Linked DNA regions of Macaca mulatta: region 1 is linked to region 2. Evidence: chromatin contacts called from public Hi-C data. All regions are on one chromosome and are shown on one strand. The core of a region is the stretch at or near the end of the contact, and the rest is flanking DNA. Distances in the headings are between cores, read along the strand shown.

Evidence for each region. Hi-C and Micro-C count contacts between places; a contact is called where the count stands out from the background.
Region 1: a contact with region 2 is called in a Hi-C map of fetal cortex germinal zone, with 2.4 times the contacts expected there. The contact joins the promoter of LSM14B here to the promoter of TAF4 in region 2. A contact is called at or near these places in 3 of 14 Hi-C or Micro-C datasets (fetal cortex germinal zone, fetal cortical plate and liver).

The regions. Positions count from the first base shown.
Region 1 is chr10:114,913,877-114,919,807 of T2T-MMU8v2.0, reverse strand. LSM14B (LSM family member 14B) reads right to left here and starts at 4,455. Exons shown (of 9, transcript NM_001261605.1): 1 at 4,219-4,455; 2 at 2,322-2,485; 3 at 651-786. The coding sequence starts at 4,345. LOC114670527 (a long non-coding RNA gene) reads left to right here and starts at 4,715. Exons shown (of 4, transcript XR_013400106.1): 1 at 4,715-4,820.
Region 2 is chr10:114,860,995-114,867,251 of T2T-MMU8v2.0, reverse strand. It overlaps TAF4 (TATA-box binding protein associated factor 4), which reads left to right and starts at 4,793. Exons shown (of 16, transcript XM_077952132.1): 1 at 4,793-5,140; 2 at 5,216-6,217. The coding sequence starts at 4,864.

The DNA of each region.
Region 1 (5,931 bases), core at 3,206-5,705, 53 kb before region 2:
GCAAATAGCTAGACCTCATCTGTAACACTACATATATATCAGCTATTTCTTCTTTGAAGCAGATATACCAGGACTTCCACCTATTTATTTTTAGAGACAGAGTCTCGCTGTGTCACTCAGGCTAGAGTGCAGTGGTGCAATCTCGGCTCACTGCAACATCCGCCTCCCAGGTTTAAGCTATTCTTATGCCTCAACCTTCCAAGTAGCTGGGATTACAGGTGTGTCCCACCACACCCAGCTAATTTTTGCATTTCTAGTAGAGACAGGATTTCCCCATGTTGGCCAGGCTGGTCTCGAACTCCTGACCTCATGATCCACCTGCCTTGGCCTCCCAAAGTGCTGGAATTCCATGCATGAGCCACCATACCTGGCCCAGGACTTCCACCTAGATCCACCCTGACTCTTCGAATGAATTTTGATTTGATTATTCTGTTCCAACACTCAGGCCGCTGCCTCTTTTACTCTCAGTTGAGTAGTTACTAAATGCTCTCACAAGCTGAAGTTGCACTGGGTAATTTACTAAGTGTGCAATAAAACAGTCTATAAGCTGAGCGTGACAAGAATGCACGCCCCCACTCTCAGGCTCCATCGCTCCACTCAGTGACAGTTACACGCACGGGTAGTTTACCAGACAGAAACAGGTCACTCACCTAGACCCAGGGAGGCGGCATACTGCTGGCTGAGCAGGGAGCTGGCCGCCAGCGGGCCGTAGGGCGCCATCCCTCGGAAAGGGCTGTAAGGCACGTGCGGCTGGAAGGGCGAGGCGGAGGCAGAACCCAGGGAAGACTGAACAATGAGACATCGGGTGAGAACAGCGAAGGCCATCCCATCACCCCACACGCCTGCATCAGAGTGCTTGTTCAGCTGGGAAACAAGCACTGTCCCATCAGCCTGCATCCTTGAGATGCTGGAGGAGCCCTTGGGGTACCAGTTTCCAGTATGGTGAGAGCTGCCTTTTCCACAGCATTTCAGTTCCAGTTCCACCTGTCCATGTAATCATGCAATTCTTTTTTCTTTCTTTCTTTCTTTTTTTTTTTTTTTTTTTTTTGAGACATTGCATTGCTCTGTTGCCTGGGCTGGAGTGCAACAGCGTGATCTCAGCTCACTGCCTCCCAGATTCAAGCAATTTTCCCTGCCTCAGCCTCCCGAGTACCTGAGATTACAGATGCCCACCACCACATCCAGCTAATTTTTATACTTTTAGTAGAGATGGCGTTTTGCCATGTTGGCCAGGCTGGTCTTGAACACTTGACCTCAGATGATCTGCCCTCCTCGGCCTCCCAAAGTGCTGAGATTACAGGCGTCTTGTCCATGTAATTCTAACCCAAATTTCTCCTAACTCAAAGCCATCGGATGGCTCCCCACTGCTGCCAAAGCCTGCCCCGTGTGATCCCACCTTCCAGGACGGGTGCTCGGCACGGAACCTGGTGCAGTCTGAACCCCAGAGGAGCCAGTGAATATTTAAGTTTAGAAGTGAAGAAAATATTAATCTGGGCTCCCTGGTGTGAGCATGGGCAAAATAAGCCATAACCCAATAAGCAGGAACGTGGCATCAGACTTACAAATCTGGTGTCGTACAACAGCAGCATGTAACATCTGGGCATAACCCAAGGGCAAGCCTGCAGTCCCTGCAGGTATGTCACCCCACTCACAGCAGCTGCTGAGGGCTCAGACTTCTCCAACCAGAAACTAAGGGCAAACGCTATGCCCCAAACATCACAGGTCCAGGAGCATCCACTCACACTACACTACACTACATACACGCGCGCACACGCCCAGCTCCCCAGGTCTCCTTCCTTAAGAGCCATGAGACACAGCACACACCACCTACTGTGTGTGCTACAAGAATCAACACCTTCCGCGAGAACAGCAATGGCCTAGACAAAAAATAAGCCACTTTTCATTAAAAGGATATTCCTCAGGCCGAGTACTTTGGCTCATGCCTGTAATCCTAGCACTCTGGGAGGCCAAGGCGGGCAGATCATGAAGTCAAGAGATTGAGACCATCCTGACCAACATGGTGAAACTCTGTCTCTACTAAAAATACAAAACTTAGCTGGGCGTGGTGGTGCGTGCCTGTTAGTCCCAGCTACTCGGGAGGCTGAGGCAGGAGAATCACTTGAACCCAGGAAGCAGAGGTTGCAATGAGCTGAGATCACGCCACTGCACTGAAGCCTGGCAACACAGTGAGACTCCGTCTCAAAGGAAAAAAAAAAAAAAAGGTTATTCCTCACATTGAGCATTCTGACAAAACATGCCACCAAGCTCCAAATTGAAACCAGCATCTCTTAGTGTGCACAGAGAGACAGTGGCACACTTACCTGAACAATGGCAGGATCCTGTGGGAGTGTGTGCTGAGCTTTTGGAGGTTCACACACAGTGATATCTTTGATGTCACTTCCCCGGAAAATGATGTACTCATAAATCTCCTCTCTGGGGGGCGCAGGCCTATCTGTGGGACGGTCTTCAGTGCCAAAGGACCTCACTTATGAGTGGAGAAAGAGAAACGTTATTGTTGTCCTCAGCCAGTTCAATCAACCCTGACACCACTGCTCCCAAGTCTTCCAGAAGACGGCGGCACTTGCTCAGAGCCACAACACAGGGACTCTAGGTCCACATTTCAACAACTACTTAACACCCCAATTTTCAGTGGACAGTGCTGATAACGCACCAATTGGTGAAGCTCCAGACAACAGACAGTTCTAGATCACAAAGATAACAAGGAACAATTTCACAGACTGTCTCATGTGCGAACACACCAACGTACAGAGCTCTCAGCAAAACAAGGCTTGCTTCACAAGGCCTCCCTGTTCACATATGACTCTGTAGATCAAACAGCCAGCTGGCTGCTTTATGACCAAAGCCACCTCTGACCCCGGCTTCCGCACCTATAAGGAATTCTGAGCCCACTAACCCCTAACCAGCAGGCTTCCAGAGCCCTACCAAATCTCCTTTTAGCAAGCCTCTAGGGGCAGAGCTGGGTGGGACAGCAGCCTCTAACTCATAAGAGCACAACTCCTACTAACTCCTGGGCCTACTCTGGGCTGTCTCTCTAACTGGGCTCTCCTGTAATAAGTGTAGTGAGGTCCCACGGCTGCAAGTGAGTGCACAGCCCTGGCATGCTCAGCGAGCTCCTGGAGCCACGCAGAAGACACTCCCTGTTTGGAACGAGTTCTTCTTCTACACTTGCGGCTCCCTGTGACTTAAGAAGCGTTTCAGACGCGTCTAGACACTTCAAGAACCCCTGGGAGCCGAGCACCAGATCCAGCACACGTGGGCTTAGGCAGACATGGCTCCACCGGCACTTTTCTCTGAGAGGCAGGGGAAGTGCACTCCCCATCTTCTCTGGGTGATGAAGACAAAGAAACTCTGGACCACCCGCTGTCTCAACAACCTCAGAGATTCTGATTCTAGAGAACAGCCCCTTTCCTGTAAGTCTCCCAGCGGCTACAGCGGGTTATCAGCGCCCACAGGCAGCTGTCACCAAAAGGTAAGCCCCACAGTGTGAACGTCAGGATACAGCAGGAGAACGGTTTAAACCGGGGCATCTGGCTGCCAAACGGATGCTTCTGCCTTGGCAGGAAGCTGCATTAGGACGCGGTATTTGTTCAGGATCAAGGCCCCAGCTGTCTAATAGGTTCCAGAAAGGCTTGCAGGATTCGCGTGTTGTGACCCCGCCCCCAGCCTTCGGGAGAGGCCGGGACACTGGCCCCGCCGCCCGACCTCGAGGCTCCCCCGCAGGAATCTCCCCAGGCTGGCGGGGAGGAGGCCCGCAGACGGGAGCCGCCCTGCCCCTCGGAGCTGGCACCTGCAGAGGTGGGCTGGGCGGCCGAGGGGGCGGCGCCGCCGGGGCCGGGCCCGCCCCTCACCAAACACCGCCCGGCGCCCGCGCACAATAACGCCGCCCTGGGAGCCTAGGGAGACCATTGTGCGGCCGGCTGCTCTGGGGGAGGGCGGCGCGCGGGAGGGGGCGCCCGGGGGGCGTCCGGGGTGAAGGCGCGGGCGGGAGATCTCGGCCTAGGGGTGCCCTGGGTGGGTTCCGGGCGGGGTCTGGGCGCCAGGCTCCGGGACGGTACGGGAGTCTCAACGCCGGGCTTGGGGTCGCCCCGGGGCGGGGAGGGTGGCGCGGGCCGGGGCTGTTGGCGGACGGGGGTCGGCGGGCTCCGCGGACTCGGGCGGTTGGGGCCGGCGGGCGCGAGGGCGGGCGGCGGCCGCTACCTTTGGCAAGCGCCACGGTGGAGTTGTCGGTGTCGATGGTGTAGAGAATGCCCTCGTAGCGGATCTGCGCCTTGGAGATGAGGCTGATCTTGCTGCCCAGATACGGGGTGCCTGAGGAGCCGCTCATGGCGCCGGCCGGGGTGCGTCGGGCCGCGGGGGGGGACGAGCGCCGGGCCGCGGCCCGCTCCGCAGCCGCGCGGTGGCCTGGCCGCCCGTTCCTGCGCTCCTCCGCCCGCCGCCGCTTCCGCCTAGGCGCCTCGTCGCCGCCGCCCGAGGGGCCTGCGCGGGCACCGAGCGAACCAAGGAGGGGCGCGCGGCCGGAGCTCTGAGAGGAGCGCGGGGGAGGAGGAGCCGCCGCAGCAGCCACATCCGGGGCCTTGCGCCGCCACGCACCGCCCCCTCACGCTCGCCGCCCATTGGTTCGCCGCGCCCGCCGTCCTTTAAATATGGCCGTGCCGCCAGCTGGGGGGCGGGCCCGCGCGCCGCGCCTGCGCAGCAAGGTGTCGCTGGCCGAGGGCGGGTCTCCCCGGCGCTCCGCCCCTCCTCGGCCGGCTCCCGGCGGGCCCCTGGCGGAGCTGGGAGCACGAGACTCGGCGGGCGGGGTGAGGGCTGGGAAGCGGCCCGGGCGGAGCGCGCGTGCGCGTGGGTGGGCGGCTGCGGTTTGCACGCTCAGTGGACGGGGCAGGGGAGGAGCGCCAGGCCCCGCCCCCGCGCGTGCCGGCCCCGGCCCCGACTCTGGGCGCCGCAAACACTGGGGTTTTGCCCCCTTGGCCTCAGTTTCTCTTCCTACAAAAGTGGGGTCCGGACGACTCCCCTATTTTGCGCCAGGTGGGCCTCTAGCTCTCACCCTCGTGGGGGACCGGGGAGCGGCGGAGGCCCTGGGCGCCGGGTGTTCCCGGGGAGCCCCAGGACTCCCGCCCCGGTGCCCAGGTGCCAGCGGGGGGCGGCCGCGGCGGCAGCTCCCGGGAAGGCGGCGCTTCCGGCGTGGCAGCCTCCAAATATAACATGCTGAGCACACTTTCTCTTTTAATCCTGCTCCTCCTCCCAAAGCCGGCCGCAGCTTTCCATTTCCCTTAAAATAAATTCTGACTGGCTACCGGGGGCCTCGGAGGCCTCCGCTCGTCCCCGGGGCTGCGGCCCGGAGGCCTTGCCCACCTCCCCGGTCGTGCAGGAAGCTCGGCCGCCCTCAGTCGCTTAGCCGCGGGCCCTCCCCGCGTGTACTCTGCGTGATTAGTGACCGAGGGCGCGTGGTGTGTGCTTTTTTTTTTTTGCCACCGTCTTGACTGTGAATATCATCAGATCAGGGACCAATATTGGGACCCGGAAAAAAAAATAGCGGGTGGTGACTATAAAAATGAAATAGGCTGGGCGCGGTGGCTCATGCCGGTAGTCCCGGCACTTTGGGAGGCGGAGGCGGGCGGATCACTTGAGGTGAGGAGTTCAAGTCCAACATGGACTTGGGCAACATGGTAAAACCCTGTCTTTACTCTAAAAATACAAAAAAATTAGCCGGGCGTGGTGACAGGCACGTGCAATCCCCGGCTACTCGGGAGTCTGAGGCAGGAGAATCGCTTGAGTCTGAGAGGTGGAGATTGCAGTGAGCAGAGATCTCACCACTGCATTTCAGCCTGGGCGACAGAGTGAGACCCCGTCTCAAGAAAAATAATAATAAATAAAAATGAAATCGAGTAAGATAGAAAATATCAGAAGGCG
Region 2 (6,257 bases), core at 3,544-6,043:
AGGAGAGGTCCCAGGAAGGCTGACTTGTTGGAGTGCCGTCAGGACAAAGACGTTCACTCCTGAGCTTTGAAATAAATACGCTGCTGTCTGAGTTAAGCTAGTAAAATCCATCCATGATGGCTATGGTTAGCCATTTATGGGAGTCAGCCAAGAGGCTGTTGTAAATGAGTCACTCAAGAGTTTGCGGGCCGGGCGCGGTGGCTCAAGCCTGTAATCCCAGCACTTTGGGAGGCCGAGACGGGCGGATCACGAGGTCAGGAGATCGAGACCATCCTGGCTAATATGGTGAAACCCCGTCTCTACTAAAAAATACAAAAAACTAGCCGGGCGAGGTGGTGGGCGCCTGTAGTCCCAGCTACTCGGGAGGCTGAGGCAGGAGAATGGCGTAAACCCGGGAAGGCGGAGCTTGCAGTGAGCTGAGATCCGGCCACTGCACTCCAGCCTGGGCGACAAAGGGAGACTCTGTCTCAAAAAAAAAAAAAAAAAAAAAAAAAAGAGTTTGCAGACAGCCCCACTTGGGAGATCTGGGTCAATTTCAGGGAGGAAGCAGGCCTGACTCTTGACTATAATTTAGTGAGCAGGAGTCTAATCCGTGGCATCCAAGTGCGTCTGGTGTGGGGATGCACGGGTCGGTCAGCTGGGCAGTGCCAGCTCTGCCAGCTTTTGGGTCCGAGTCCAAGGTTTCTGCCCCTTCCAAGAATGAAACCTGGGCTGCTGACTTAACCTCAAGCTCCAGTCCCTCCTCATCTGTACAACAGGCTCCGCCTGGCCCTTGATCACGTGTCAGGCCTGATTAACGCTGGTGTCTGGCCAAGGCCTGACCCTGGCGAGAGTCCTGGCCGAGCAGATCTGAGCATCCTCATTTCCTTGCAAAAGCAGGGCAGGGGGTGGAGGTGTCCTGGCCAGTGGACTTCTCTACTCCAGAACTCTCAGGTCGCAGGCTACTGTCTCAGACTTCAGCCTCCCCAGGCTTGTGTTCTGGGGTGAACGGGACAGGCTAAGTGCCTCCTAATTTCTCAAAGGTCTCCCTATAAGTGAACAGTAAGTAGCCATCCCATGTAATACTGACTTGAATAGTGTCCCCTCAAACCATATCCACTAGAACGTGAGAATGTGACCTTATTTGGAAGCAGGGGCTTTGCAGACATAATTGGTTAAGGATCTTGTGATGAAATCGTTTTGGATTTAGGGAGGTCTTGAATCCAACGACTGGTATCCTTGTGAGAGGACACAGACACACAGGGAGAAGGTCAGGTGAATACAGAGACTGGAGTGATGTGGCCACAAGCCCAGGAATGCTTGGAGCCACCGGAAGCTGGAGGAGGCAGGAAGGATCCTCCCCTGGAGCGTCCGGAGGGAGTGCGGCCCTGCCCACACCCTGGTTCTGGTGTCTAGAGCTGTGAGACTCCACCTCTGTTGCTGAAGTTGTATACAATTTGTTAAGGCAGCCTTGAGAAATGCGTCCATCTGCATTTACAGAGCAATTAGGTGGCCACAAGTTTCTCCCTGGGATGTGGACTCATTTTTGACCACGGACATCCCCTGAGTCTGCAAGACTGAGGAACGCTGCCAGTGGGGCTGAAGACACCCCAAAAACACTCAGCTGCTATCTAGCTGCACGCCTTTTTCTTTGCGGAGTAGGGGGAAGAGGTCTCATTCTGTCGCCCTGCCTGGAGCACAGTGGCACACTTGTAGCCTTGAACTCCAGGGCCCAAGTGATCCTCCTGCTCCAATCTCCCAAAGAGCTGAGACCACAGGTGCACACCACCACGCTTGGCTAATTAAAAAAAGATGTTTTTAGTAGAGACAGTGTCTTGCTTTGTTGCCCAGGCTGGTCTTGAACTCCTGGGCTCAGGCCATCCTCCTGCCTCAGCCTCCTAAAGTGCTGCAATTACAGGCATGAGCCACGGCGGTGGCTTGTTAAAAAAAATTTGTTTTATGATGAAGGCAGTCAGGCAGACAATAAAAGCACAGGTCACAAAACAAACACCACAGACCTTTCACACAACCTACAGCTTGGAAACCACTGATTCCTTTTATTCTTAGATTTGTTTTATTCTTAATGTGTTTTAAACTTAATCCAAAACTTGTTTTTATTTTTTTTATATTTAAGTGAGCATGTCTGATGCTCTATTTTATTGAAAAAGACCCTGCTTAGTAAACTTGGAAGGCCCACTGAGCTGCCCGCTGCTGAGGCCACCTCTCTGCCCATAGCCTCCCAGCAAACATTTTTCTGGATTTAAACAGTGCTTATGATTGACATTTGTTACAATTCCCTCTTTCCTCTTTTTATGCTGGGTGGGATTTTTCTTTCAAACTACACAAGTCCTACCTGCTTGTGCCAACAACTTAAATCATACAGTAACTAAAATTTGGCCCGAGGTCCCCAGGGTGACCCCCCACCACATGAACACTAGGAGGGGCGTCCTCACACCCCCGCCACACCCCAGCTCCTCCTCACACCCCCGCCACACCCCAGCTCCTCACACTAGGAGGGGTGTCCTCACACCCCCGCCACACCCCAGCTCCTCCTCCTCGGGGAGGCAGTGCTCCTGCAAACCCCAGACATAGAGCTGCCTGGCTGTCTGCAGCTCCCACCCTCCCCAGGGTCTTCTGGTGCACAAGACCCTCCTTGCAAGGGAAGCTGGGATAGGTGGGCACAGACCCTAAACTCCTCACAGTTTCTGCAGTTGCCAGGCTGGACGGTTCCTCAGAAGATCCTGCGGATAATGTCAACCAAGGCGTGTGTGCAGGAGGCTGAGCCCAGCCTACAGAGAGCCCCGAATATGTTGGAATGAAGGGCTCCTGGCGGGGCCTTGGAGAAGAGAAGCCACCACTGTGTGTAGATGGCAGGAGACTCATTACAGATCTCAGTGGAGTAGCAGCGGACTTGAAGAGTGGAGGCCTGAGCGTGGGAACCTTAAGTTACCCCAGCCTTTGGGACCCAGGGGCCTTGGAACTTGGTCTGTTTCATGCAAGTCCGGCGTTCTGCTTCTGCTCCCACTCCAGTGTGAGGGGTCTGAGGGTATGGGCTGTGCTGTGAGCCTGGTGCGCCCCACCTTGCAAGTTGTGCATGAGGCCGGTCAGCCTGCCTGTGGTTTGACCTACTTTAAAAATGTTCTAATTAGTTGTCAACACTTAAAAATTAAAAATCTCGAGATTTAATCATCACTTTATATCTCTGCTCTTTCTGGAAAACTCAGACTGTCCCCCTACTGAGCTCAAGGTGCCCCATATGTGCACCCATAGGGGCCCTCCCTGCCATACCCAGCTGGCTTCATTCATTTCCTTTCCTGCCTTCTGGGAGCCAAAGTTCAGGTACAAAATTCCAGCTGTACGTTTGCAGTGATTTCCCCCGAACACTGTTTCCCTAGAGGGGAGGCACCTCTCCTAGGCTCCGTCCTCAATGCTCATTGGCTGCTGCTGCTGTCGAGAAACAAGCCTGGGGTGAAGTCCCGTATTCCAGCTGTCTCAGTCAGTCCATTCCCTTGCGAGGCTGCAATTCGAACAGGCACAAGGGTCCAGTTCGGGTCTGCTGTTGAGACTAGCAGTCTCCTTTGCTACAACAATTAAAAAAATCATTTTCTATGTCAGCAACGTCATTCATCGTCCCGAGGTCTCTGCTTATTGCGGCGCTGTCTTCAGCTGCGAAGACTGATCCTGCGGCCTCTTGTCCCCAGTGAGGTCCGAGGCAAGGAAGCGTCTCTCTGAAACCTATTCTGGGCTCTTAGAAAGAAATGGGAGAAAGGAAAACCACTAGAAATGTCCAATAACACCATCTTTTGGTTGGAAAATAAAACACGCAGAAAGAGGGAACTGGAACTTTTACTGAAGTATTTCTAGAGAGAAGGTGCTTGGGAACATTTTAGGTAACTTACTCCCCTCCCCCAGCAGAAGGTAAAAAGAAAGCTACTTCCAGACTTGCCAGCTCGGGAACTTCGTTTGGCGCCTGGCAGGCACCGTGCTCTTACCTACGGGCTTATAATGACACTCCCGTCTCCAAGGCAGCTAGGTGCGGGTACAGTCACCCCGGGGCGGCTTAGTTTATTGATTAAAAATGGAGGGAAGGGCCAGGGGTGGTCACGATTGGAGGGCGAGAAGAGCCGTGCGCGCAGGACCCCTCCCCACCGCCCGGGACCGGCTACCCAGGGGCGGACCCAGCTTCCTTCCCCGCGGCGGCTTGGAGGGGCCGGGCGCCGGTCCCCGTCCTCAGGGCGCGCTGCGAGAGCCCCGTCCCCGTCCCCGCCTGCTTCTCGGGCCCATCCACTCCGGGGCCTGCGCGCTGCCCGGCCGGCGCCCCGGCATCCCCGCGCGCTGCTCCCCGGGCCTCGGACGGGCCCTGCACCTCCGCTGCCACCGCACAGGGCGGCCCGCCCGGCGTTCCCGTCAGCGCCGCCGCAGCCATTTTGGAGCGAGCGGAGACAAAGAGCGAAGCCCCGTCGCCGCCCCGCGCTCGCCTCGGCCCGGCCCGGCGCACCGTCCCCGCATCCCGCGCCCCGCCCGGCGGCCACCGCCCCGCCCTGCCCGCCACCGCCCCGGCTCCCGCGTCCCCGAGCTCCAGCCCCCGCGCTTCCCGCCGCTGCTACCGCGCCCAGGCCGACCGCCCGCGCCCCGGCCTCTAGCGCTCGCAGCCATTGGCCGCGCCTTTTAAGTGCGCACCGCAGCCAATCGCCGGGCGCCCGCGGTCTCCGCGCCTGCGCAGGAGCGCCACCCCCGCGCCCCCGCCCCCCGGCCGCGCGCCCCCGCCCCCCGCCGGCCGCGCGCCGCCCCCCGCCCGCCCAGCGCCCGCCCCACTCGGAACCTCCTCCTCGCCCAGGCGCGCTCGGCCCGAGCGGCGGCGGCGGCGGCGGCCGAGGAAAAAAGATGGCGGCGGGCTCGGATCTGCTGGACGAGGTCTTCTTCAACAGCGAGGTGGACGAGAAAGTGGTGAGCGACCTGGTGGGCTCGCTCGAGTCGCAGCTGGCGGCCAGCGCGGCCCACCACCACCACCTCGCGCCGCGCACGCCCGAGGTGCGGGCCGCGGCCGCCGGCGCGCTCGGGAACCATGTTGTGAGCGGCAGCCCGGCCGGAGCCGCGGGCGCAGGGCCGGCCGCCCCCGCCGAGGGCGCGCCCGGAGCGGCGCCGGAGCCGCCCCCCGCAGGTAGAGCGCGGCCGGGGGGCGGGGGGCCGCGGCGCCCGGGCCCCCCCTCACCGCGCCGCCCCCTTGTCCCCGCAGGGCCCGCGCCGCCCGCCGCGAAGCTGAGGCCGCCGCCCGAGGGCAGCGCGGGGGCCTGCGCCCCGGTGCCCGCCGCCGCCGCCGTCGCCGCGGGGCCCGAGCCCGCCCCCGCCGGCCCCGCCAAGCCCGCCGGCCCCACCGCGCTGGCCGCCCGCGCCGGCCCCGGCCCCGGCCCCGGGCCCGGCCCCGGCCCTGGCCCTGGCAAGCCCGCCGGCCCCGGCGCCGCGCAAACTTTGAATGGGAGCGCCGCGCTGCTGAACTCGCACCACGCCGCCGCACCTGCTGTCAGCCTGGTCAACAACGGGCCCGCCGCGCTGCTGCCGCTGCCCAAGCCCGCCGCCCCCGGCACTGTCATCCAGACGCCCCCCTTCGTGGGCGCCGCCGCGCCCCCCGCGCCCGCCGCGCCCTCGCCCCCCGCCGCCCCCGCGCCCGCCGCCCCCGCCGCCGCCCCGCCCCCGCCACCCCCCGCGCCCGCCACCCTGGCGCGGCCGCCCGGCCACCCTGCCGGACCCCCGACCGCCGCGCCCGCTGCGCCGCCCCCTGCCGCAGCCCAGAACGGGGGCAGCGCCGGGGCAGCCCCCGCCCCCGCCCCGGCCGCCGGGGGCCCCGCGGGGGTCAGCGGCCAGCCCGGGCCTGGCGCGGCGGCTGCAGCGCCAGCGCCGGGGGTCAAGGCCGAGTCGCCCAAGACGGTGGTGCAGGCGGCGCCCCCGGCGGCGCAGACCCTGGCGGCCAGCGGCCCGGCCAGCACGGCTGCCAGCATGGTCATCGGGCCAACTATGCAAGGGGCGCTGCCCAGCCCCGCCGCCGTCCCACCGCCCGCCCCCGGGACCCCCACCGGGCTGCCCAAAGGCGCGGCCGGCGCAGTGACCCAGAGCCTGCCCCGGACGCCCACGGCCACCACCAGCGGGATCCGGGCCACCCTGACGCCCACCGTGCTGGCCCCCCGCCTGCCGCAGCCGCCTCAGAACCCGACCAACATCCAGAACTTCCAGCTGCCCCCAGGTGAGTGGCCGCACGGGGCGGGAGGGAAGGGCGGGTCCAG